2 separate regions of the Neogale vison genome follow, and region 1 is linked to region 2. A link is a contact called in public Hi-C data. All regions are on one chromosome and are shown on one strand. Each heading gives the region's core, a stretch centred on a gene start, on an enhancer-like site or on the middle of the called end of the contact. The rest is flanking DNA. Distances are from core to core; before and after follow the strand shown.

What was found. A called contact is a pair of places that touch in the nucleus more often than the background predicts.
Region 1: a contact with region 2 is called in a Hi-C map of muscle, with 8 times the contacts expected there. The contact joins the enhancer-like site here to the promoter of SMYD4 in region 2. A contact is called at or near these places in 2 of 3 Hi-C or Micro-C datasets (fibroblasts and muscle).

What each region holds. Positions count from the first base shown.
Region 1 is chr5:25,675,937-25,680,243 of ASM_NN_V1, reverse strand. No RefSeq gene overlaps it. Among named protein-coding and RNA genes, the nearest start is that of WDR81, 3.2 kb to the right of the region's middle. Within about 2 kb of position 1,838, the one cell type or tissue checked has open chromatin away from gene starts, as enhancers often do. A contact at or near this core is called in fibroblasts, where this site is marked.
Region 2 is chr5:25,574,746-25,579,512 of ASM_NN_V1, reverse strand. SMYD4 (SET and MYND domain-containing protein 4) reads right to left here and starts at 2,869. Exons shown (of 11, transcript XM_044248165.1): 1 at 2,607-2,869; 2 at 1,529-1,676. The coding sequence starts at 1,662. RPA1 (replication protein A 70 kDa DNA-binding subunit) reads left to right here and starts at 3,044. Exons shown (of 17, transcript XM_044248163.1): 1 at 3,044-3,162. The coding sequence starts at 3,130.

The sequences.
Region 1 (4,307 bases), core at 589-3,088, 100 kb before region 2:
TGGGAGGCCAGTTCTCGTATCCTCTGACCAGGGAGCTCCGAGGTAGCTGCCCCCAGCCCCCTAGCCCCTCGTCTACCTTCTAGCCACTCTGCAAAACCCTCCGCCACGACTGTCGTCCCGGACTCTTTCTTTAAGCCTCCTGCCAAACTACTCCAGCCAGTCCAGGCCCCCTCACCCCCAGAGCTTCCCTGCCCCCGCCGCCCCCTCACCCCTCCCCCGGAAGGGCAGGGTGTGGCCACCAGGACCCTACTTTCCCCTATCACCCCGTTAGCATGGTTCCCTCCAGTGCGGCCGGGGCCCCAGCTCACACCCACCTGGTGCTGGGTGGGGGGGTTGCTGAGGGTAAGGGAGCAAATCAGTGCGTCCGTTCCCCACGGCCCGCGGCGCTGTGTCTTCCCTGCGCCCAGCACACACCGGCTCCAGTCTCCGATCAGCTGGCGGCGTCGTGACGCACAAGCTGCGATTGCACCGCCCAGGGCCAATCACCGCCCACTGCTGGGCAGCGTGACCACACCCACTCGGGGGCGCCAGCACTTCGTCCAGGTCCCGCCTCTCCCGGCGTCTTAGCTCTGATTGGCAAGGAGGCCACCCCTTCGCCTGGTGGAGCTGCGATAGACCACGCCCACCAACTCACAAGCTCGCCAATACATGAAAGGGTGTGGCTGAGGCCTCCGCCTAAGGCCGCTAGCTTTGAGGAGCGCTACGTCAAACCAGAGTCCTAAAGAGCAGAAGGAAGTAAAGGCGTGTGTGTTTGCGGTGCACACTGGTCAATGTAGTTCTCGGTCTGATACCTCGTTCCCACAATCCAGCGCGCTCTGTGAGTTGGCATTTTTAAACTCCTTTCTGAATCCATCCCGGCGAAGTCCTTAAAGGGCTACAGCCCCCCACTCTGGGGAGCCGTGAGTGTTTCTTTTACACTATCCCAAAACGGATTCGCTGACTTCTGCGCATGAGGCGATAGCTCCCTAGGGAAAGATGGAGCAGGCAAAGCAGCAGGAGTGGGTAGAACTGAAGATGGAAATCAGCCTCCGCTTAGCAGGCTCTTCCATTGCATGAGGACTCTTGAGGGCTTTTGGGGAAGGAAAACTGCCCATCTCGCCTAGTGCTAGCTTTCACCGGAGAGAGCTAGTCCTCCCCTTGTGGCGGGCTCTTACTAACCAGGAGGCTTTTCTTGCAGAGTATGTCTCATCCCAATCGTAGTCAGAGCCTCTCAAGCAGCAGACTCCTAACAAAAGATTCATAGTACAGTCTTCACCTGAGGGTAGAAGCAAGACTTGTGGTCAGAAACTAGGGAATGGGTCGTTCCAAAGTATCAACTGGTAAGCAAGCCCATCCTCCGCCTAATGCCCCATTCTGTCCCGCCCTCGAGAAGCCTTTCACTGACTCAGACCTACTTAGAAGGGATTTCAAAGGCAGAGACCAATGAGGAGTCTGGCCCTTCCCCAGGGGCCAATCAGAGCCGAGGGGGGCGGGGAATGGGCAAAACCAAAAGGAACCCAATGACTTGGCAAAAGCTGCTGAACCGCTTATTTAAAGGGACAAGTCGGGGACAAGCGGCAATTTATCACCCACCCGCTTCCCCATCCCCCCACCCAGCCCCCGCCTTCAAAGACGAACGTGTCGGTAGGGATTCATGATTTTCCCATAGCCTCCAAATTGAGTGTGAGGGTAAATAAGCCGGAAGGATGAATCTCGGGTGTGAGATAGTTTCTCTGTACTAAACACCGGCTCCACCAAGTAATTGCTGTGGTTCCTAGGAGCTCCAGAATTCCTGACTCTGCGTTCAGAACCGTGTGCCTTTAAGGAAACTTCCTGCCTTCCTCCCCAGTAACAGCTGATTGTTGGAAAGTGTGACCTCAGGGGACGAATCAGCTGTTACCACATCCTCCTCCATCCTTTTATCCCCCCACCCACCCCCGCGCCTCCGCCCCAACCCTCTCCGGTCCTGAGGGAAGAAAGGAAATGGAACCCCAAATATGGGGAATCTGCTTGTATGTTCTTTACTCTTTCACTCCAAGACTGTCTCCCTCCCCCCACCCCCCCGCAGTCGGCTGGTTAGTTCTTCAGAGGTTCTGAGCTTGGAACGAAAAGTATTTCCTGTCTGCACAGTCAGCTCAGACCTGCCTTCCCAGGTCTAGAAGGAGGCCAGTATAAGGGAAGCCCAGAATGGTGGCTGGCTGGATGTGTGGGTGCTCCAGGAATGGGTGTTGGGGAAGGTCCAAGTGAAGGAACAAACCAAACCTAGAGGAGAGGAATGGCTGTGGAAAGCAAGCCTCCTGGGGTCAGAACCTGCTCTCCAGGCCATGTGCCCCCTACTCCCTACTAGTTGCCCTGTTCCTTCCCAGACAGGGACCCCCTAAGGGGACTCTCTTGACTTTGCCTATTCAGTCCACTTCTAACCTAGGTACCACCTGACCCTTGTTTTATTTACACTCTCACCTTCCACAGCAAGGGTGCTAATGTGGGCTGCAGGTGGAAGGCATTGATTCTAGAAACCAGGGGCTTTGGGAAGTCCTCCAAGAAGGCCCAGGTAAATATTTTACCTCAGCCCTGAGCTAGGAGTCAGGGTTATTCCAGGACAAACTTAGTGTGAAGTCCCAGGACTGACTTGGCAAGGCTGGGAGAAACTGAGCAGGGCCTTGGCCAAGCTTGGAAGAAAGAGAAACCTCACCAGCTGCCCCCATTATCCACTATCCTTATCTTGGAAGTCCTGTCCTCTTCCTTCCCAAGGCCTTTGGGGTAGGCCCATCTCCACTTTGTTCCACTAACTCTCCCTCCCCTCACTCTCCCACCCCATAGGGCGAAAGAAAATGCTTTCAGTCCAGGGTTTCTCAACCTCAGCACTATTGACATTTTGGGCTAGATAATTTCTTGTTGTGGGAACTGTCATTTGTAACATACTTAGCAGCATCCCTGACCCACTAGATGAAATTAGCAACACCTCTACCCTGCAGTTTGGACAACCACAATTGTCTCTGGACATTACCAGATATACCTGGTGGCCTCAATTTCCCCCAGTTGAGAATTACTGAATTAGGCAATTCAGTCTAATTCCAGCCCTTACCAGCTCTGAACTTGAAGATATTCAACATCTCTGCACCTCAATTTCCTCATCGGCAAGAGAGTGAATAATAAATTCACGGTTTATTGTAGGGATTAAAAAAGGATTTTATTTGAAAACACCTAGCACAGTATCTGGCCCACAGTTGCTGCACTAAATGTTAGCTTCCTTCATTTTTCTCCCTGCCAGATCAGCAAGAACTAACCTCACTCAGCATGGGCTAACTGCCTGGGCAGCTGCAGCTTCCCTCCCCGACTATCCAAGCCATGACCTCCAGGAAACTCAATATTGAAGTTGGCAAAAGGGAGTAGCTAATTTGGTCCCAGATTCCCCAAAGCCCAAGGGTGCTTGGGTTGGGATTCCAGGGAGCTATTACAGATTTACAATTGAGCTGTTACAGATCATTACATGGAGATGTGGCCTGCAGATGACCTGCATTAGAATGAACTGGGGTGCTTCTTAAAATTTCAGATTCCTGGGTCTCACCCCAGACTACTGAATCTGAAGTACATCATCAAGTTTGAAAACCACTGTTTTAGACCTCCGATTGGGGAAGGTGTCAGTGCCACCAGAAATCTTAGTGCACCAGTGGCCAGCATTGTAAGGCCATCCTATTCAAGAAAAGAATCCTTAGGTTAGTTAGTTACACTCAAGGTCATTGTTGATTGCAAGCGAAACCACTAGAGGGCAGAGCACACACCGATTTACGGGAAGAAAAAGGGCCTGCTCAGTCTAGGTAAAAGGACCAGAGCAGACCTGGTGGACCCAATTTCATAGGTCCTTAGCAGCAGGCACTACCTTTTATCAAAACCCGTTCTCTGCCTTCAGGTACTCAAACCAAATTTGGGGGTGTACATCGTGCTGAGAAAATAATGCTGTATGGAGTGCAGTGAGCACTGGTTTTAGAATGAGATAGTCTGGGTTTGAATCTTGGCCCTACCACTTCTTTCCTAGGTGACCTTGGGCAAGTTACCTAAGGCAGTTAGTTACCTAAGGGCAAGTTACCTCCTCATCCTAAATGGTTATAAAAATATCTTTTTAAGAAGGTTGTGCTGAGGATTAAACAAAACAATATGCAAAGGGCTTAGCAGGGTGCCTGGCTCTTAATCAGTGCTCCAGGAATGATGGTTGTTAAGTTTTTACTGCCCCAGGTCATGTGACCAAGCACATCAGGGCTTCTGCTGCTTCAAGAAAGAGGATGCAAATGGAATCAGATCACTGCTGATCCGTTTGTTTCCTCTGTAAT
Region 2 (4,767 bases), core at 1,620-4,119:
GTCTGTCCAGTAAATAAAATCTTTAAAAAAAAGCAAAAAACAAAAACTTATTTGAGGGGCGCCTTTGTAGCTCAGTGGGTTAAGCCTCTGCCTTCCGCTCAGGTCATGATCTCAGGGTTCTGGGATTAAGCCTCTGCTCTCTGCTCAGCAGGGAGCCTGCTCCCCACCCCCCGCCCCCTGCCTGCCTTTCTGCCTACTTGTGATCTCTCTGTCAAATAAATAAATTTTTTTTTTAATTTTTAAAAGATTTTATTTATTTATTTGACAGAGATCACAAGTAGGCAGAGAGGCAGGCAGTGGGCGGGGGTGGGGTGGGGAGGAGGCTCCCAGCTGAGCAGAGAGCCCAATGTGGGGCTTGATCCTAGGACTCTGGGATCATGACTTGAGCTGAAGGCAGAGGCTTTAACCCACTGAGCCACCCAGGTACCCCTCAACTTCCATCTTTTCAGCAAAACCGTAAGTGATCACACTATTTAATACTACAACCTCCAATCTCACTTCTGGCACTGCCCATTTCCCTTACCCTGTTCTATTTTAATTTTTTTTTCTATTATACATAGCACTTTTAACATACTATATAGTTTGCTTATTTATGTTTACTGTCTGTCCCACCTTTGCCAGAACTAAGTTCCTCAAGAGTAAAGTATCTGTGCCTATTTTTTATTTACTAATGTATATTTCTTTTTCTTTCTTTTTTTTTTTTTTTTTAAGTAAGCTCTACTGCCCAATGTGGGGCATGAACTCACTCCCCTAAGATCAAGAGTCACATGCACTATCGACTAAGTCAGCCAGGCACCCCTCACTGATGTATTTTTGCTAAGCATCTAGCACAGTGGCTGGCACAAACAGATGTCCAATAAAAATTCACTGAATGTTTTGGGAAACTCGTTTTAATTTTCTATTTATGTATGTACATACTAGGCTGTGATATAAAATAGTATTTTTTTTAAGATTTTATTTATTTATTTGACAGAGATCACAAGTAGGCAGAGAGAGAGAGAGAGAGAGAGAGAAAGAAACAGGCTCCCCACCGAGCAGAGAGCTCAACTCGGGGCTTGATCCCAGGATCCTGAGACCATGACCCGAGCCAAAAGCAGAGGCTTAACCCGCTAAGCCACCCAGGTGCCTCTAAAATAGTATTTCTTACTGAGGATGTTAGTCAGTCAAGAGAGTTTGAAAAATACTGGGGTTAGACTGTATGACTTCTAAAGTCCTTTCTCAATTTGAGCACCTATAAATTTCTATGTGTAGCTAGTAAATGCCCACTATATCTTTTGGGAGATAGCAAAGTTCAAAGCCTAATTTCTGTAGCAAGGCATTGATTATTGAAACATAACATTGACACCAAAAAAGTCATTAGCATCCCCACCTGTTCTGTAATAGTAGGTTAGGAAAAACTGGAAATAGCAAGAAATATAAAATCTGAACTTAATCCTTCTATGAAAAAGAGATAGAAAGTGAGAGCAAATGACAAAAGAGAACATTTTCTCGATCAAAATTTCCCAGGTTAAAGCTTTCACACACTTACTGAAGAAGCGAAGAGGAGTGAAGAAAGATATCCTTTAAAGTGTCTGCCGTAGAAATTGTGTCCTGAATGGACTTTGGGAGCAAAGACCATTTCTGAAATATATATGATTTCCACTCATCCACAGGCAGATCCATTCTACCTTAGGTCTCTAAAATGAGTAAGAAAATAAGGAATTCAGATTTCTACAAATGCACAAGTCTAGGGAAAAAAAAATCAAGATTTCACTCAAACAAATGTGAAGCAACAAAAATCATTCTTGTGGTCTTTTCCTGTAGTTTCCATGCTGAGAATCTATTTTCTCTCACACGTATTCACTGAGCATCTTTTTATTTAGAAATATTTACTGAAGGCCTACTTTGTTCCACACACCAGGCTTGCCTCTTAAAACCTCCATCTTCCCAAGCTCCTCAGGTGAGAAACCTGAGACATTCCAGATTTTTCTCTCTCCCCAGCTACTATTAAATTAACAAACGTTTCTATCTCTTACACAGTTCAGATTTTTCAGTTCCCAGATCATTTCTTTATTCAAGTCCTCACCATCTCTGGTCTGGCATTCTTTCCAGTGTCATAACTAGTCTCCACGGACTCAGTTCCCTACCCTACCCTACCCCCTAAATTCAATTCATCCTCCATATTGAAACAGATGTCAGTCCTCTGCCTTAATCAATGAATGCTCCTCCAAGCATTTAGGAAAGCCCAGTACAAATCTGACCCCTGGGCTCATTTTCTAATGCCCAAGTCTCACCTCTTCCTTTGTACCCTACTGTCCTGAGCCACTTAAAGCCATCCTTAGCTTGCCAGGCTATTCACCTCCCTAGTTTTTGCATAGGTTATGCTTTCTTCCGGGAGCATCGCTCCCTCAGGGTCCACCTCGCAAATTTGCACACACCCTTCAAGACCAAGTTTAAACGGCACCTCCTCCAGGAAGCCTTCCCTGATTTTCCATCTGCGACCGCAGTACACTTTGTATTTCTCCTGAGGCCCAAATCATGTCTACCTGGAGTTAGGGCTACTCACTGCGGTAGCTCCCTCGACAGACTATGCTCTCCTCTGAGGGCAGGGACCGGATCCTATTTACCTTCGCAGATTCCCCTTGTGCCAAGCTCAGGGTCTAGCAATGGCGGGAGATCGGCACTTGGATTGCCGAAGGAATCAAGTTACTGCTTTGCCTACGGCTAGCAGCAGAGGTGTCAGGGAATAGCTCTCTCTTCGGGGCTAACAGTCGGTCGGCGCAGCAAAGGCCCGAGCCAGGTTTTTTTCCGAGCACCGTCTAGGAAAGCTCTCGGGACTGGACCTCACGCCCAGAAAAAGAACCCGCGTCATCCTTGGCGCGCCCCACGGCTCGGGCCCCACCCCCAGGCGCAGCAGTGGCGTGACGAGGTCCTGAACCCGGGCTTTTGCATGTCACGTGGGCTGCTCGCAGGGCCTCGGCCAATGCCGTGGCTGCTCCGCTCCTAAGCCCGCCCTTGTGCCTTGCGCATGTCAGAAGGCGGGGGTGGTGCCTGCAGCTACTTAGCCCAATAGCTTTGGAGCGCGCGGGGTCCCGGGAGTGAGCGGGAGGTGTCGAGGAGCCGGAGCGCGGGAGTTGGCGCAGCGCAGTCATGGTGGGCCACCTGAGCGAGGGGGCCATTGCGGTGAGGAGACACCTGCGGGCAGCGGGGCTAGGGTGGCTGTGGGCCCTGGGCTTGTGGGGATGGAGAAGGGGGAGAGGAGCTGGAGGCGATGGGGAGAAAAGGCGGGATAAGTTTGGCGAGGTTGGGGGGGGGACCATCGGGTGACTCCCTAGAATTCTAACCATCTCCTCGAAAAATTTTTACTATTGTCTTTTAAACATGTCCATGTTTTTTCTACTTAAGAAAACGAAGCAGAATTAACTTGATCGTCCCCCATCACCCTCTTTCTGTCCCCTATCCGCGGCCGAACTTCTCTAGAGTTGTCAGTTTTCATCTCACCTCCGGTTAACAGACTCCAATCCGTTGTTCCCTCCATCACTATAGAAAGAACCCTGGCAGAAGTTAGCAGTGCTTCCAAGTCGTTAAATCTAACAGACACTTTTCAGTTTTTAACTTAACCTGAGTTCTCAGCAGTGTTTGAGAGTTACTCCTTTTGGCCAGTTTTGAGCATTACTTCTTTCTGGTGACACTCCTTTTTGGCTTCTCTGACTTGGCTTGGCTGGTCTTTCCTCGTCTTATTTGCCGGTCCCTCGTTGTAAGTTTCTGTTTACTTAGGCTTATGTCCTGTCCTAGGCCCTTTGCTACCAAGACAGTCCCATTACCAACTATGTCAGTTGCTCACACATTTCTTTTTCCGGAGCCACCTTTACTCTGAAAGAGAAACCTCTGTAATATGTCTGCCTACCTGATACCTCAAAGGCATTTTAAACTCATAGTGTCCCAAAGCAAATCCGTTATTCTGCTAAGTTTGGGCCTCTTGGTGTTCCTTGTCTGGATCAGTATCTCTATTATCCATCAAGATATGCTAGCCAAAAATTGTGGAATCATTCTTCCTGCAAACTTCCATCACCTTAGATGTTCAGTCCATCACCCAAATCGGTGTTTTACCTCCACAACGTATTTCTTAAATCCATCTATTTTTCTTCCACTCTGGCACCACTGTTTCTTGCCTGCACTACTGATTTCCACCCAACATAAACATCTTCTCTATCCATTCATCTATCAGTGGACACTTGGACTGCTTGCATACTGCCGCAACATTGGGGTGCATTTCGAAATAGTGTTCTCGTATTTTGGGGGTAACTACCCAATAGTGCAGTTACTGGATCCTAAGGTAGTTCTATTTTTAACTTTTTGAGAACCTCCGTACTGTTTTTACCCAGTTTGCATTCCCAGCAGTGCATGAGGGTTCCTTTTCCACATCATCCTTGCCAACACTTGTTTCTTGTGGTGTTAGTTTTAGCCATTCTGACAGGTGTAAAGTGATTGCTCATTATAGTTTTGATTTGCATTTCCCCGATGATGAGGTATCTTTTTCATGTATGTTGAAATGTAATGATGAGGGGCGCCTGGGTGGCTCAGTGGGTTATAAAGCCTCTGCCTTCGGCTCAGGTCATGGTCTCAGAGTCCTGGGATCAAGCCCCGCATCACAGCATCACATCTCACAGCATCACATCGGGCTCTTTGCACAGCAGGGAGCCTCCTTCCTCCGCTCTCTGCCTGCCTCTCTGCCTACTTGTGATCTCTGTCAAATAAATAAATAAAATATATTTTTAAAAATATGTA